2 separate regions of the Gossypium arboreum genome follow, and region 1 is linked to region 2. The links are chromatin contacts, called in public Hi-C maps. All regions are on one chromosome and are shown on one strand. Each heading gives the region's core, a stretch centred on a gene start, on an enhancer-like site or on the middle of the called end of the contact. The rest is flanking DNA. Distances are from core to core; before and after follow the strand shown. Region 1 holds the start of LOC108460842 (two-component response regulator-like PRR37). Region 2 has its middle 19 kb from the start of LOC108459098.

Evidence for each region. A called contact is a pair of places that touch in the nucleus more often than the background predicts.
Region 1: a Hi-C map of leaf shows a contact between it and region 2, with 4 times the contacts expected there. The contact joins the promoter of LOC108460842 here to the enhancer-like site in region 2. A contact is called at or near these places in 2 of 5 Hi-C or Micro-C datasets (both in leaf).

Annotation. Positions count from the first base shown.
Region 1 is chr4:35,557,260-35,564,598 of ASM2569848v2, reverse strand. LOC108460842 (two-component response regulator-like PRR37) reads right to left here and starts at 4,783. Exons shown (of 9, transcript XM_053027117.1): 1 at 4,481-4,783; 2 at 3,556-3,596; 3 at 1,377-1,538; 4 at 1,130-1,263; 5 at 713-871; 6 at 251-401; 7 at 1-163. The coding sequence starts at 4,518.
Region 2 is chr4:35,522,351-35,528,802 of ASM2569848v2, reverse strand. No RefSeq gene overlaps it. Among protein-coding and RNA genes, the nearest start is that of LOC108459098, 19 kb to the right of the region's middle. Within about 2 kb of position 4,527, at least 2 of the 2 cell types and tissues checked have an H3K27ac peak or open chromatin away from gene starts, as enhancers often do. A contact at or near this core is called in leaf, where this site is marked.

The DNA.
Region 1 (7,339 bases), core at 3,534-6,033, 36 kb before region 2:
GCCTTTTCTAGTTTCTCATCATCTTTACTAGGGTTGAGTTCAGATAATTTTTCTTGATTACCACCTGCTGCGATGGTATTGACCTTTTCACTTGGGTTTTCAAGCTGCAAAGCTGTAATTTTAGGAACTCCTATCTCTAAATCTTTTCCCTTAACTGCATTGTCTGGCATTGTGATGCATCACAATTTAATCAAAGAAAAAGAAAACAACAGTATAAATAGTGGAAGTCCATTAACAGTTCCGCACATACCAAGTTCATCATCCCGACTGTCACACTCCCTCGTGATTGTTACAGGAACCCAGCTATTACCAAGCACTTCAGACCTTGAATGCATGACCTGGTCTCGTGCTGATATTGGCTGGGAGCTGTCAACCTCTATCGCCCTCTTTGTCCACGAGCTCTGCAAAGAAACAATTTAACGGCATCCCGAAATTCCAAATTAACAGTGTATTTAAGGTTTTCAGCCATAAATATATTGCACCAGTGAACATGTCATCAATCTTTCATCATAATCGTTTTAATGCGTAAAATATCATATCATGCTGCCCATTACAGTACTCAGAGGAACCGCATGATACCATAAACAATGTCAAAGCATAAAAGAAATTGAAAACCGAACAAAAATAGTTGAAAGCGTGGTCGAAGGAAGTATAGTTTCAATCTATGACCAATAAAAACAACAAGAATAAGTAATGAAGTATATAACTTCACCTGAGTGCCACTTCCATTGTCACTTCTATCCTGCGCATTCAATCCCACACTTCCGATGTCATCCTCCTCATTATTTCCAGTATTGTTGTCTGAACCACCACTCTTTGATTTTGTGGATTTTTGAGTCTGTATGCCACTCCCACTTCCGCTACAACTAGACTGTTGAAAGATAACAGATGAAAAAATATTTTGCATTTTTCTGCTGTCTCATGTCAAGAAACTGGTAAAAACAACAAAATCGTAAAAGCAAACATTTTGTATAAATATTTCAATATTTCAATTAGGAAACTCGCCATAGGAGCAACTTGCTTTCACTCGAGCAGCTCTATAAACGACGGAGAAAAAGGAATATAAAGGACAGAGCTGAAATTGTTCATATAGTTTCATACATAAAATGAGTTAACTATAGTAACTCACGCTGTGGCATTTCCGCCAAACATGCTGCCAAAGATTTTTAAGCTCATTCTTTCGAATGGGCTTAACTAAAAAGTCGACTGCACCCTTGGACAAACACTTCAAGACTATGTTCATAGAATCATGAGAAGACATCACTGCACACAAAACTCACCAGGTGTAGCAGTTAAAAGTATCAATTGCTAAGAAAAATAGGTATAAAATTGCATTGTTTTAAAAACCAGAGAAACAATTAAGGAAATAAACTCACTAATCACTGGAATATTCTTGCGAGTTTTGTGGTTCATTATCTTGCATAAAAGGCCAATGCCTGACAAACAAGGCATTACTACCTCACTTAAAACAAGATCAATATGATTGGTTAGATCTTCCAAGATCTTCCAAGCTAGCAAACCATTTGACACAGCAGTAACTGCCAAGATTGAGAAAAAAACCTTAATAGGAAGAAAAACAGGAAAAAAGACTTGCATAAATGGTGTATACAAGGTGAATGTATATATATATATATAACAATCATATAAATATCAACCAAGAGGGCTATTTATGCTGGAAATAAATGCAATATAATTAAGAACAATCAAAATCCTCTGAGATATACCATATCTATGTTGCTCAAACTTGGGTGTTTGTTGATTATAAGCATGTATTTGGCCAAAGTATTTTCAATTTTTTATCCAAAGGTTTTTCATGTATTTGGAAGGTCCTTTGAGGGTCATATCCAATACCCTCGCCCGAAAATATGTAAGAAAAATGAAGATTCAAAGCAACATAGCATCATACGACCTTAATGTTGGAAAAATACTATAATTAGGCTATAATCAGACAAACAAGTCAGTATGAATAAATTAGGAGTGACTGAATAACTGAATATTTTCTTTCCTATATATAACACCAGTCAAAGTAAAAGAGCAAAACCAAGAAGAAAATAAGCTGTCAAGTTAAAAGAAACTGTTAATACAAAATATTGTACTCAAGAATAAAGAATCCAATCCACCATAAGTTGCCCTTATGCAATAACAACAATTAAGTAAGCCGCTGAACACTAATCTTCAGGTAACTTATGTCACTAGTCCAATTTTCACAGTATAAGACACTATAATATCATATAGCAAAACGAGAAATTCTATATTGAAAAAATTCACTAGCCTTCATAGCCACAATTTCGCAGCAATGCGCAAACAACATGTCGAGTTGAGTCATCGTTTTCAACCAATAGAACCTTCAGAGACCTTAGTGGTAAAAACCTCTCCCAGCAAACTAAAGGACCACGAAGCTGAACCACCGCTTTCTTCCCATTATTTCTGTTTTCCACATCCTCATTAATACGTGACTCATCTTCGTCAGAGAGGCCCTGCCCCTCACCCGTGACTCCATCCCTTATGTTCGTGTTCTCATCACAGATATGTGTATTCAGTTCAACCCATCCACCAGCCACGGGACCATTATTATTCATTTGAACAATCCCCATCAACCAGATTCAAAAAGACTGACAAGGAGGAAGGCGCTGGATTGAGTTGGTTCTCCTATTCCAAAAACAAGCGTGCACATCCCGTTGTCTTCAATATACAAACGTATACAAACACAAACCTTCACCAGTCCCTACAGACTAGAACATATTAAAGATTTAGTGTTAGATGTCACCCACATATAACAATCATATATGAACTTGCTTGTAACACTTATTCTCATCTTACTAACAAATATGCCTACACCCCATAAAACTCAGACCCATTTAACTTAACAGTAAAGCACACACATATAAATACGAGCTCTCGAAAACAGTTAACTCTTGCATTCAACAGGAAAGAAGCCTAAGCTAGGTTATACTGCTATTTCTTTTCTTTTCTTCTTCTTCTTCTTCTTCTTCTTCTTCTTCTTTTCTTTTTTGGTAAACAGATTATATTGCTATTTCCATTATTATTCACTTGAACTATCCCCATCAACCGGATTCAAAAGACCGATAACGAGGAAGGAGCCGGATTGAGTTGGTTCCTCTATTCTGAGAACGAGCTTGCACATCCCATTGTCTTCAAATACAAACTTCTAAAAACATAAACCTTCACGAAACCATACGGAATTTAACAAATAAAAGATTTGGCATTAGATCTCAGCCACATATAACAGCCATGTAAACTATCATATAACACTTGCTCTCATCTTACTACTAAACCCAATAAATTCAAATCCATTCAACTCAACAATAAAGCATGGGTTTAAGGTTTGGATGATCTTTGAAAGGTGACACCTATGTCCAAATATGTATCACAACAAAGACAAGTACTCAAGAAAAATAAAGAGTCGGAGTATCATAGGAAAGAATCCTTTAAGTTAGGTTGTACTGCTCCATTTCCACGGCATACAAATTCATATTTTTCAGTTTCAGACAATTAGGTAGAAATGTCAAGAAAATTGAAATATCAAATACTTACATTCAGCTTGTGATTCAAGAAACTTCAGTTTTTTTGTTCTTCTGCAAATATATATAAAAAAAAAGCAACATAAAAATTCAAATAATAATAATAATAATGTAGCAATAGAATGCACTTCTCATAAAATAATCGTTTTTCGTAATGTTTAACGAAGTAAAAGAAATATAAAGAAACTAGAAACGTTTATAAATTGAAATTATATGCACAAAAAGAAAATGAAATCGAAATTTAAATCCTCAATATGGTTAATTCAAAGTATTCAAATTAAAACAGACTGCAAAAACTGAATTAAACAACCAAAAGAAAAAAACTTGAAATTTCGATTTCCAGATTTTTTTTCCCCAAATTTCTTACAGTCCAAGAATCGTACTGACCATAATTCTCAATTTTTACGTCAGTATAGTTGAAAACAGCACCAATTTTCTATGATGACAAGAACGAAAAAAATATCGAATAAAAATGAAAAAAAAATATGGTTGCAATGAAGAAATAAAGAAGAAAACTAGCTGAAACATTCAAAAGCAAGTCGATTCAAATAACTTTGATGAATTGAATAACTCTTTATTCAAATAAATGCTCCAATGCCTTCTCTTTTTGCTCTTTGTTCTCCCGGGGGCAGGGTTAAAGAAAGAAAAAAAGAAGCTATTCTTATTTTCCACTGGAAAAAGAAAAAAAACTAAAAGATTGAATTTTGAACAACATAAAAAAAAATTATAATCAAATGAAAGAAAAAATACAGATTTAATAAACAATTACAAATGAAACTAACATCTGTAATTTCAAACCCAGTTTCAGGAAAATTGAAAAAGGAAATTAAAAAAAAAAAAAGTTAGTCTTCCAATAGCAAAAGAAACCCCAGAAACCGAGAAAATTGTTAACAAAAAATATATTTGAATTTTTTTAAAAAAATGCTGCAATTATTTACCTTTCGGAACTCGTTTCAGATCGATCCTCATTCCTCATCCCATTCTCTTAACGGTCGAAATTTTCAAAAGCTAAAAACAATGAAAATTTCAGAGGAAAAAAAACACTCCAAATCTCGCTTCTAGTTACTCAAAGCACATTAAAAAACTAGGGGTTTTATTTAATAAATAATAAAAAGAAAAAATTCTAAATTTCAAAAGAAGATTTTGAGGGAAAAAAAATATGGCTTGACTGGTTGAGAAACGGCGAAGGCCAAAGATTGTAAGAGTAAAAAAAAAAACGATGAAGATACATAAAATAAAAAAGATATTATATTGATGACGTGGAGATCATGTGGCTTAAGTAACGGCTCGAAGTAACGGCATGTCAGCAAACCACGTGGGACTAAATCTGATGACGTGGAACCGAGATTTAAAGCTTGGCTGTCAGTAGTTTTGTGGTGGATCTTCGGCGATTCACTGAATCGTGTAAAGGGACACGTGGCACGTTGTGCGATGAGTTAATGATGCTTGGGGAATTTGAGGAGACGGTAAAAGTTGGACGACGTCGTTTTCCAAGTGACCACTGTATGCATAGCTCATTAGGCCATTGGCCGGGTTATTGAAACTAATGACGACATCTTTACAATCCATATGACGAGAATACCCTTAAATATTTTGGATTTTACCTGTCAGTTCTAGGGTTTTGCCAATCAGCGAATACATATCTTCACTGGCACCTTGGATTAAATGATATAAAAATATTAAACATTTAATATTACAAAATTATTTATAATCTTTATATTTATATAACTAGTTTGTATTTATATATATTAAATTTATAATATAGTTTTTTAAAATTTTAATGAATTTCTTTAACAAATTATTAATAAATTGAAGAGACATGTAATTACAAAATACTTTTAAAAATATTTAACTATTTTAAAATCAATTATATTAATTTTATTTCATTTTAAAATATTTAATATTAAAATAATAATAAAAATATTAATATTATATTAATATTAATATATTATAATTTAAATAAAATATTACTAATTTCTTACATTTTATTTATTATATATTGTTTAATTAATTAGTTTTAATATTAAATTATTAATATGCAATTGATTGTAATTTTATATTTATCTTTGTTCTTCTTTAATTAATGAATGTAATTAAATCTTATTATAATTTAAAATATAAAATTATTTAGTTTGCTTCGCATTTGGATTGATTGTATATATAAATTATTTGGAATATAATATATTTATGATATTTGAATATATTACATGTATAGATTTTATGGGAAAAAATTGAAATTTAAATAGTATTGACAACTATTTTATATGGAAGGTTATGTGTTAAATAAAATATATTTCATTTTTATTAATATTTTAATAAAAATATAATTATATATTAAACAAAATAATTTAATGTGAGACATAGTTTTATTTACAATAAAATTTCTAAAAAAACTAAGATTTAAATGATATTAAATGATTGTTTATATTAACAACATGTATAAATTACAAACTAAATAAATTTATATAAAGTTTAAGCCAAAATTTAATAATAAGTTTGTATATTAGAAAATTATTTAATTTCAACCAATGTTTAAATAATTTAAAACACTTTATAAAATATAAAATTTGGACACTATAATGTTCAAATAATTCGACAACTATTATAGTTTTTATTAAGTTTTTAAAAATAATATATTTGAAAATCACTTATTTTATCAATATTTAAATAAATATAATTTATTATATTTATAAAAAATATTTGTATTCATTCAAATTTAAAATTTAAGAAAAAAACTCACAACTGCTTCCATGATCATGAGCATATCGGCAATTACTAGCTCTTATGATTAGAATACACATCAATTCTCAAGCCCAGTTGTTATCTGCTACATTTAAATGGGTATGAGGTTAACTCGCAATTTTTTTTTATTTCTAATTATTTAATTTCATAAAAGCATGATATTAGAAATTAAAAGTAAAATTAATTGATCAAAAATAAAAATTAAATAAGATAAATTCTTGTTCTTAAGTAACATAAAAATTTTAGGGACAAAAATAGTTAATAATATTAACATATTTCTAAAATTAGATAATATTTTAATTTATGAGACTAAATGAGAAAATTAGAAAGACGAAAACCTTTTATAAAACAAATTAAAAACAGTTAGGGTTGATGTTCCAAATAACCCCTTCACGTTTCCCATATATAAAAGACATTTTTTTCATGTGTAATGGGTCGTTGGAAAATGAAAAATTAAAGATTCTAAGGTTTTTTTTTTTTCTTGCTTCATTTTATTGTCCTTTAGGTCGACTTTTTAATGCGATGCGAGAAAATTTAAATGTTTTCAATTTTTAATACCAGACATATCATATCTCCCCGTTTCCGAAAAGTTTACATTTTTAAAAGAATAAAATCAAAACAGAATGTTTCTGTTGCCAGATACACATTTTTGGTGTACCAAAATCGTTTTGGATAAAATAAAAAAAGTTAAAACTTTTTATTTCCCTAAAAGTTTTTAAAAAAAATAGTTACTTTTTCTATTATAAGTTGATGTTATATTAAGTTTGATGATTATTTTCAACTTTAAGAGTTAGACTCTCAAGGTTGATGATGATGTGTTTTAAATATATAGAAAATTTTATATTTAAAATATGTTTTTTAAATAAATTTTTACTGTTATTATATCTTATTGTTGTATACAATTATATTGTTTTTTTATTTATATTAAGATTATAATTTTAATTTTTAATCATAATTTAATGCATCACGTTTAAAGCGGTTTATCACTTAAAATTAATAATAATATATTAATGACAAGAAAACTATATATAAATTTTATTTTAAAATATTTTAGA
Region 2 (6,452 bases), core at 3,278-5,777:
GGACATAATACATTAACTACATGAAATAGCCATTAGCTTTATCAGCTTGAAGTAAATCTAAAATTTCTTTAAGAGCCTCAACAATGATTTGTAGATTGGACTTCCAATTCAAACTAAGTTTAGCAAGGCTATCAGCTACCAAATTCAGATTTCTTGGAATGTGTTCGATCTTCCACTCCCCTTCCGATTGCATGACACGCTGAGTTCTTCGAAAGACCACAATCCCTAAGTCTTCCAAATTTAATGCAGACAAATTTTGAGCGACTTCAAGGTTATAAATCAGAATGATGATCCGTCTAAATCCTTTATTTAACAAAATAAGGATTCCATCTAGGATACCCCAAACTTCAGCTTCAAACGGAGAGCAAACACCTAAAAACGGTTGAATCCCACAATCCAATTTCCTTCATGATCTCGAGCCACACCCCCTGTTGCAGCATACCCAAAATCTCTGCTCACTGCCCCATCAGTGGACAAGTACACCCAGCTACCATCTAAATTATTAATGAAAATTGAACTCTGAGAATTATTCTTATGACCACTATGAAGTGATTCATATTGATGAGCCTAACAGCTAGAGACTTTTACTACTTCAGTTGCTATCCAGGAAATATTCTAGAAGATGAATAAGTTTCCATTCTTCCAGATTCTCCAAACAATCAAACCAAACAGGCATGACCACGCGACTCCGCTTCCCTGCAATTTTTCATGAAAACAAAGATTAAGAATAAGCCAATCTTGAAAAGGAATAGAGAAAAACCTTTGTTTTAGCTGGTCCGGAATCACTGTCATCCACACATCTTTCGCAATGGGACAATCTCGAACAACGTACACCAAATCTTCCAAATCATTCCCACAAATGGTACAGAAACTAATGTGACTAATTCCTCGTCTAGTTCGTACAGAATTAGTAAGAAGTCTTTGCTGAAAGGCCGACCAAAGAAAAACTCTAACTCACTGAGGTTCTTGATACTTCCAACGAATCTTCCAATGCTCCTCTTGAGAGTTTCACGTATCTCCTTTCAATGACCAATAAGCACAGCAAACTGAGAAAGCTCCTGACACTGAACGAGCCCATACTACTCTATCAGAACCGAAATCCGGATGTGGAGGAGGAATACTAGTGATTCTGCTAATCACTTCTTCAGAAACCCAAACACGAAACAAGTCTAGGTTCTAGCTCCCAACAAAATTAACCATCTCCCTAATACTACAATCCAAATCAAGGTTAGTAAAAGATGGAATTTTTAATATTAAAGGGCCCATACTTGGAATCCAATGGTCTTTCCAACAGCAAACATTGGCCCCATCCCTAATATACCATACTAAATTCTCACGAATAAGAGGCCAAATTTTAGAGAGCGACCTCCATTAGTGAGAGCACTGATTCCTACTAATAGAGTCAGGAAGCTGATCTTTCCAACCATACTTGGATTAGAGAACGCGCACCCAAAACACATCACATTTAGATACAAGGCTAAACCCAATCTTCATAAGGAATGACGAATTTTGGTCATTCAAATGTCTAAATCCAAGTCCACCTCGAGCTCGTGGCTGACAAATAGCATCCCATCCAACTAAGGCCATTTTGAATTGCCCCTCAGTGCAACCCCAAATAAATTGCCTCACCAGTCTTTCTATATCAGCACAAACACCTTTCGGAATCATTAATGATTGCATAAAGTAGTTAGGAATGGAGAGAAGTACCGATTGACCTAAGGTGATTCTACCAGCAAAAGATAACTTCCTGGCATCCCAACTTTGCAATTTCCTCCTGATCTTATCAACCACAAAATTCAGAGTATTCTTGGATACCCTATCGTGCAGAAAAGGAACACCTAAATAGGTGCCAAGATTCTGAACTTCCTGAAAACCAATCAATTGGCTAATTTGATTGCGAACGTCAACTCCAATGTACTTGGAGAAGAAAATACTGCTCTTTCTTACACTAATTTTATGCCTCGAAATCCTACAGAATTGAGAAAGGATACTGTCTAATAACCGAGCTTGGTCAACCTGAGCTTTGCAAAAATCACCAAATTGTCAGCGAAGAACAAATGAGATATCTCAGGTCCTGTACGGAAGAGTCAAATTGGGTCCCAATTACCAACTTCCATTTCAGTACAAATAAAATGGCCCAACCAATCCATGCAAAGCACAAAAAGATAGGGCGAAAGAGGATATCCCTGACTGATTCCTCTAACCGATTTAAACTTTTGCGTAGGAGGTCCATTCTAAAGAATTTGCATGGTGGAAGTAGATATGGCTGACATAATCACACTAAGTAAAAACAAAGGAATCTCAACTGCTGATAAAGAAGCACTAATAAACTCCCAACTTACCCTGTCATATGCCTTCTCCAAGTCCAGTTTAATGGCCATCCACTTTCTCTCCTTTCAATTGCACCTCATAGAATGAATAACTTTTTGCGCTATGATGATATTATCAGAAATGTTTCTTCCAGCTATGAATCTAGCTTGTTCCTGAGAAATCAGTTTAGGAAAAATTACCTTAAACCGGTTTGCAGTCACTTTCATTACTAGCTGATACAGAACAGAACATAAACTGATAGGCCGAAAGTGACTAAAATCATCAGGACTATCCTTTTTAGGTATGAGCATAATCAATGTATTGTTCAAATTTGGCTCAATCTGCTTTCCATCAAAGACATCCTTAACCCATTGACAGACATCCTTTCCAAGTACATTCCACTGGCTTTGAAAGAAGTGAGCATGAAAGCCATCACTTCCAGGGGCTTTCAATGGGGCCATGTCAAACAACGCCACTTTAATCTCCTCATTAGTAATAGATGACTCCAGAAAAGTAATCTCTGAAGGATTAAGACAAGGGAATCCACTACTAGGAATATCTTTCAAAATGGGAGAGGCCTCACCATAAAGATTTTCAAAGAATTCCACCGTCTTATTACGCAAAATATCTTGGACAGAGCACCATTCTCCATTCTCAATACGCAGGATGTGACTCGATTAAATTTCCTTCTTTTAACAGTGCGACTATGAAAAAAATTGGTATTTTGATCCCTTAATTGCAGCCAATCGCATCGAGCCTTTGTCTCTAAAGCAAATCCTCATGATCAAGGACGTTTTCCAACTCGTCCCGAACTTCCATCTTTTTTTTAGCTAAATGAGCGGAGCCAGAATGTTCTAAAGCCTTTTGAATATTGTTAAGCGATCTCATTAGGTTCCTCTTGCGAGTACCCAAAAAGCCGTACACATTCCTGCTCCAATCTTTAACAGAAAAAGTACAATTATTTAAGGAGTCACTCATATTACTTGCAAAATTCCCCTTGCATCTGAAAAAATTGGAAAAGTCATTATACTTCGTCCATCCTGCTAAAAATCTGAAAAGCCTGCCTTTAGGAGTGCAAAAATCTGGTCTAGTAAACAATAAAAGAGGCCAATGATCCGACTTGATACGGGTGAGGTGATGTACTAAACATTAGGGGAATGTAGTCAACCAAGTTTCATTTGCGAATGCCCTATCCAGTCTGACTAAAGTACCACCTCTTTGCCAAATGAAAGGGGGCCGCTATAGCCTAAGTCCTGCAACTCACATGAGTAAACAAAATTACCAAAAAAATTACAACGCTTACCAATAGTAGAAGGGCTCTTTTTATCAGCAGGAGATAAGATCGCATTAAAATCTCCCATAACAAGCCAATGGGTGAAATTATTAGGAGTGATGGATTGTAAACCTTTCCAGAGGAGGTTCCGTTTAGACCTATCTGGACTACCATACACAAAAGAAATGAGAATGGATTTATCGGGAATAAGATTATCAACACTTAAAAAAATAAATTGTGGATGGTTTTGAATGATTCTAATGTGAATAGAATCCTTCCACCCCACCCAGATACCACCTAAAAACCCCACTACTTCAACCCGATGCGAAAAATTAAATCCTAATTTCTCAATAATATCATTGGCCTTGTTGCCACTCACTCTCGGTTCAACCAAACAGACAATATCTGACTTGTGCTCCTCATTATATTCTCAAAAGGCATGAATAAAATTCCTGCTAACACATCCATGACAGTTCCATGTAAATATTTTTAGATTTAATCCCATAATCATAAAAAGAAAATTAAACAAAATAAAATATAACAATTTCCAAAATCTAATAAAATAATTAAAAAAAGGAAAATTAAAAAATAAGAAAACCAAAGAAAACCTTAAGAGCTTACTGTCCAAGGAGAAAACTCCCCTCATTTTGCTCATCCAATTCATTGGGTAACACTGAGTCTAAATTGGTATTGGAAGAGTCCGACAGAATTTCAGCAATTTGTTTCATCGACTCCTTCAGAGACACCCGTTGTAAACCAGTGAATGTGAATCGAGTGTTATTCCCATGGAGAGCTTTGTTGCATTTCTTAGAAATTCCTTTTCTTCTAGTATCGAATCCATTTCCTGAACCGGAGGTACTCACCGGAATTAACCTTTTACTGCTGTTTGGATGAGTAGTAGATTTGTTAGGGTTCGAGGTTTCATGGAAAACCACCGCCGTGTGTCTTCCAGAATCAAGACTTCCCACTGCCACTCCCTATTCCTTTTTGTTACGCCTTTCTAGAACCAGAGAAACCTGAACCGATCTAGTATTGTCTGCAAGAAGAAGACCCATTTCAATGGTAGAAGGCGGTCGCTCGTCTACCATCGCAATAGGACTGCTACTGTAGCCAGCAACAACAGATTTATGTTGGGCCATAATGACAGATCCAGGCTGGTCCAAAGTAGTTTGGGCCTGAGCATCCGAGATATCTCCAAGGCCCAAAAAGCTGGTCTGCTTCTTAAAATCCGATAAGATTTCCTTAGTCCTGTTGTAATTCAAGCTGGATCCAGAGATTGGCCCACTTTCCTCATTAGTACTCGGGCCATTATTAATAAAACGGCCTACCCCCTTAACCTGACCGTTATTATTATTTTTCTTGCCTAAATCAATTCGTCCATTTTGAAAAGAGCCAACATCTTTCCTGGTATAGTTTCCATTGATTATTTCTTTCCCTTTATTACGTCTAGAATCAAACATATCACCCTTATTAACATTTTTATGGGATTCCCGATTATTAAGGATTCTAAAACGTGATCCTTCTTTTCCAGTCTCTTGATTTGCTGAAGGAGTTTGTGCATTCTCTCTAAATTTCCGCCTTGATTTTCTTTCAACGATCATCCATAGTCCGTAATTTTCAACCTTCTTCCCCGAGCTATCTCTAGTCATTTTTTGAATCTCCGGTGACTCTTCATGCGGAGTAAAATTATTTTCCCCGGTGACACCTGAATTCTTGAAAGTACAAGAGTTTTCTACGTGACCATATCTCCCACAATTAAAACAAATTGTGGATAGATACTCATATTCCACATTCTGTTTTCGGCCATTGATCAAGATTTGGGAAACCAAAGGCTTGTCCGAATCAACATAAACTGACATTCTAGCAAAGCACCCTCTAGCTCTACTATCAGTTTTCATATCGAGTTTAACCACTTTGCCAACCATCCCTCCTATCTCAGTAATAATTTTATGGTTGTATAAGTAACCTAGTAAGCCATGAAATCTGATCCACGCCTTCATAATGCTTGGATATGCCTGTGAGGGGTCAAAAGATATCGTCCAAGGCTGAACCGTCAAGTATTGTCCAAAGATGATCCAAAGGCCTTCAGAAAGAGCCATTTCACAATCCAACTTATTTTGGAATTTAACCAGAAAATATCCGTTCTCAATATCCAACATATGTAGGGTTGTTGATAGTCTTTACAGATTATATAATTTATTCTGTAAAACTGAAAAACCAATATTACGGCCAAGCAATTTTAAAATCACGGTATTCTCCATATCTTGAATTAGAAATTGGTGAATCCTATCCGAGAAAGTTATAGAAGGCACTCCATTCACAAAATATTTCTGAATGTCGCCGTCTAGAATAACAAAATCCTCTTTTCCTTCCGATCTAATAGTGTCATTCTTTGATGGTTAACCGAAAAGTTTATCTTTCCACGAAAGGGGCTGCTCCGAAGTCAGATCGATCATCATGTCGTTATTCGAATCTCCATCTTCCTTTCTAAATCGAACTTTCTTAGGGATCAACTCCTCTGCGATAGATTTTCCAGCACCAGGATTCTCTCCGTTTTCGATTATCTTTTTGTTTTCCAGAATCCTTTAAAGCATATTCTATTATCAAATCACAAAAAACTAACTACTTTAATTTTAAATCGGTGTAAATGAATCCCTATTCAATAAGGTTTCATATATATGGGTAGGGATCTACTTACACCAATGTAAAACTAAAATATTTTACATCTTTTTCAAACTATTGTATCAAAATTCAATCTACGCTAAAACATGTTTTTGATTAAAAAATATTTCTTTTATTTTTTTCCTCTAATAATTATATCTGTCTTAATTAATCTCTTCTCCCTCTAACAATATGATTTTTTTCTTAT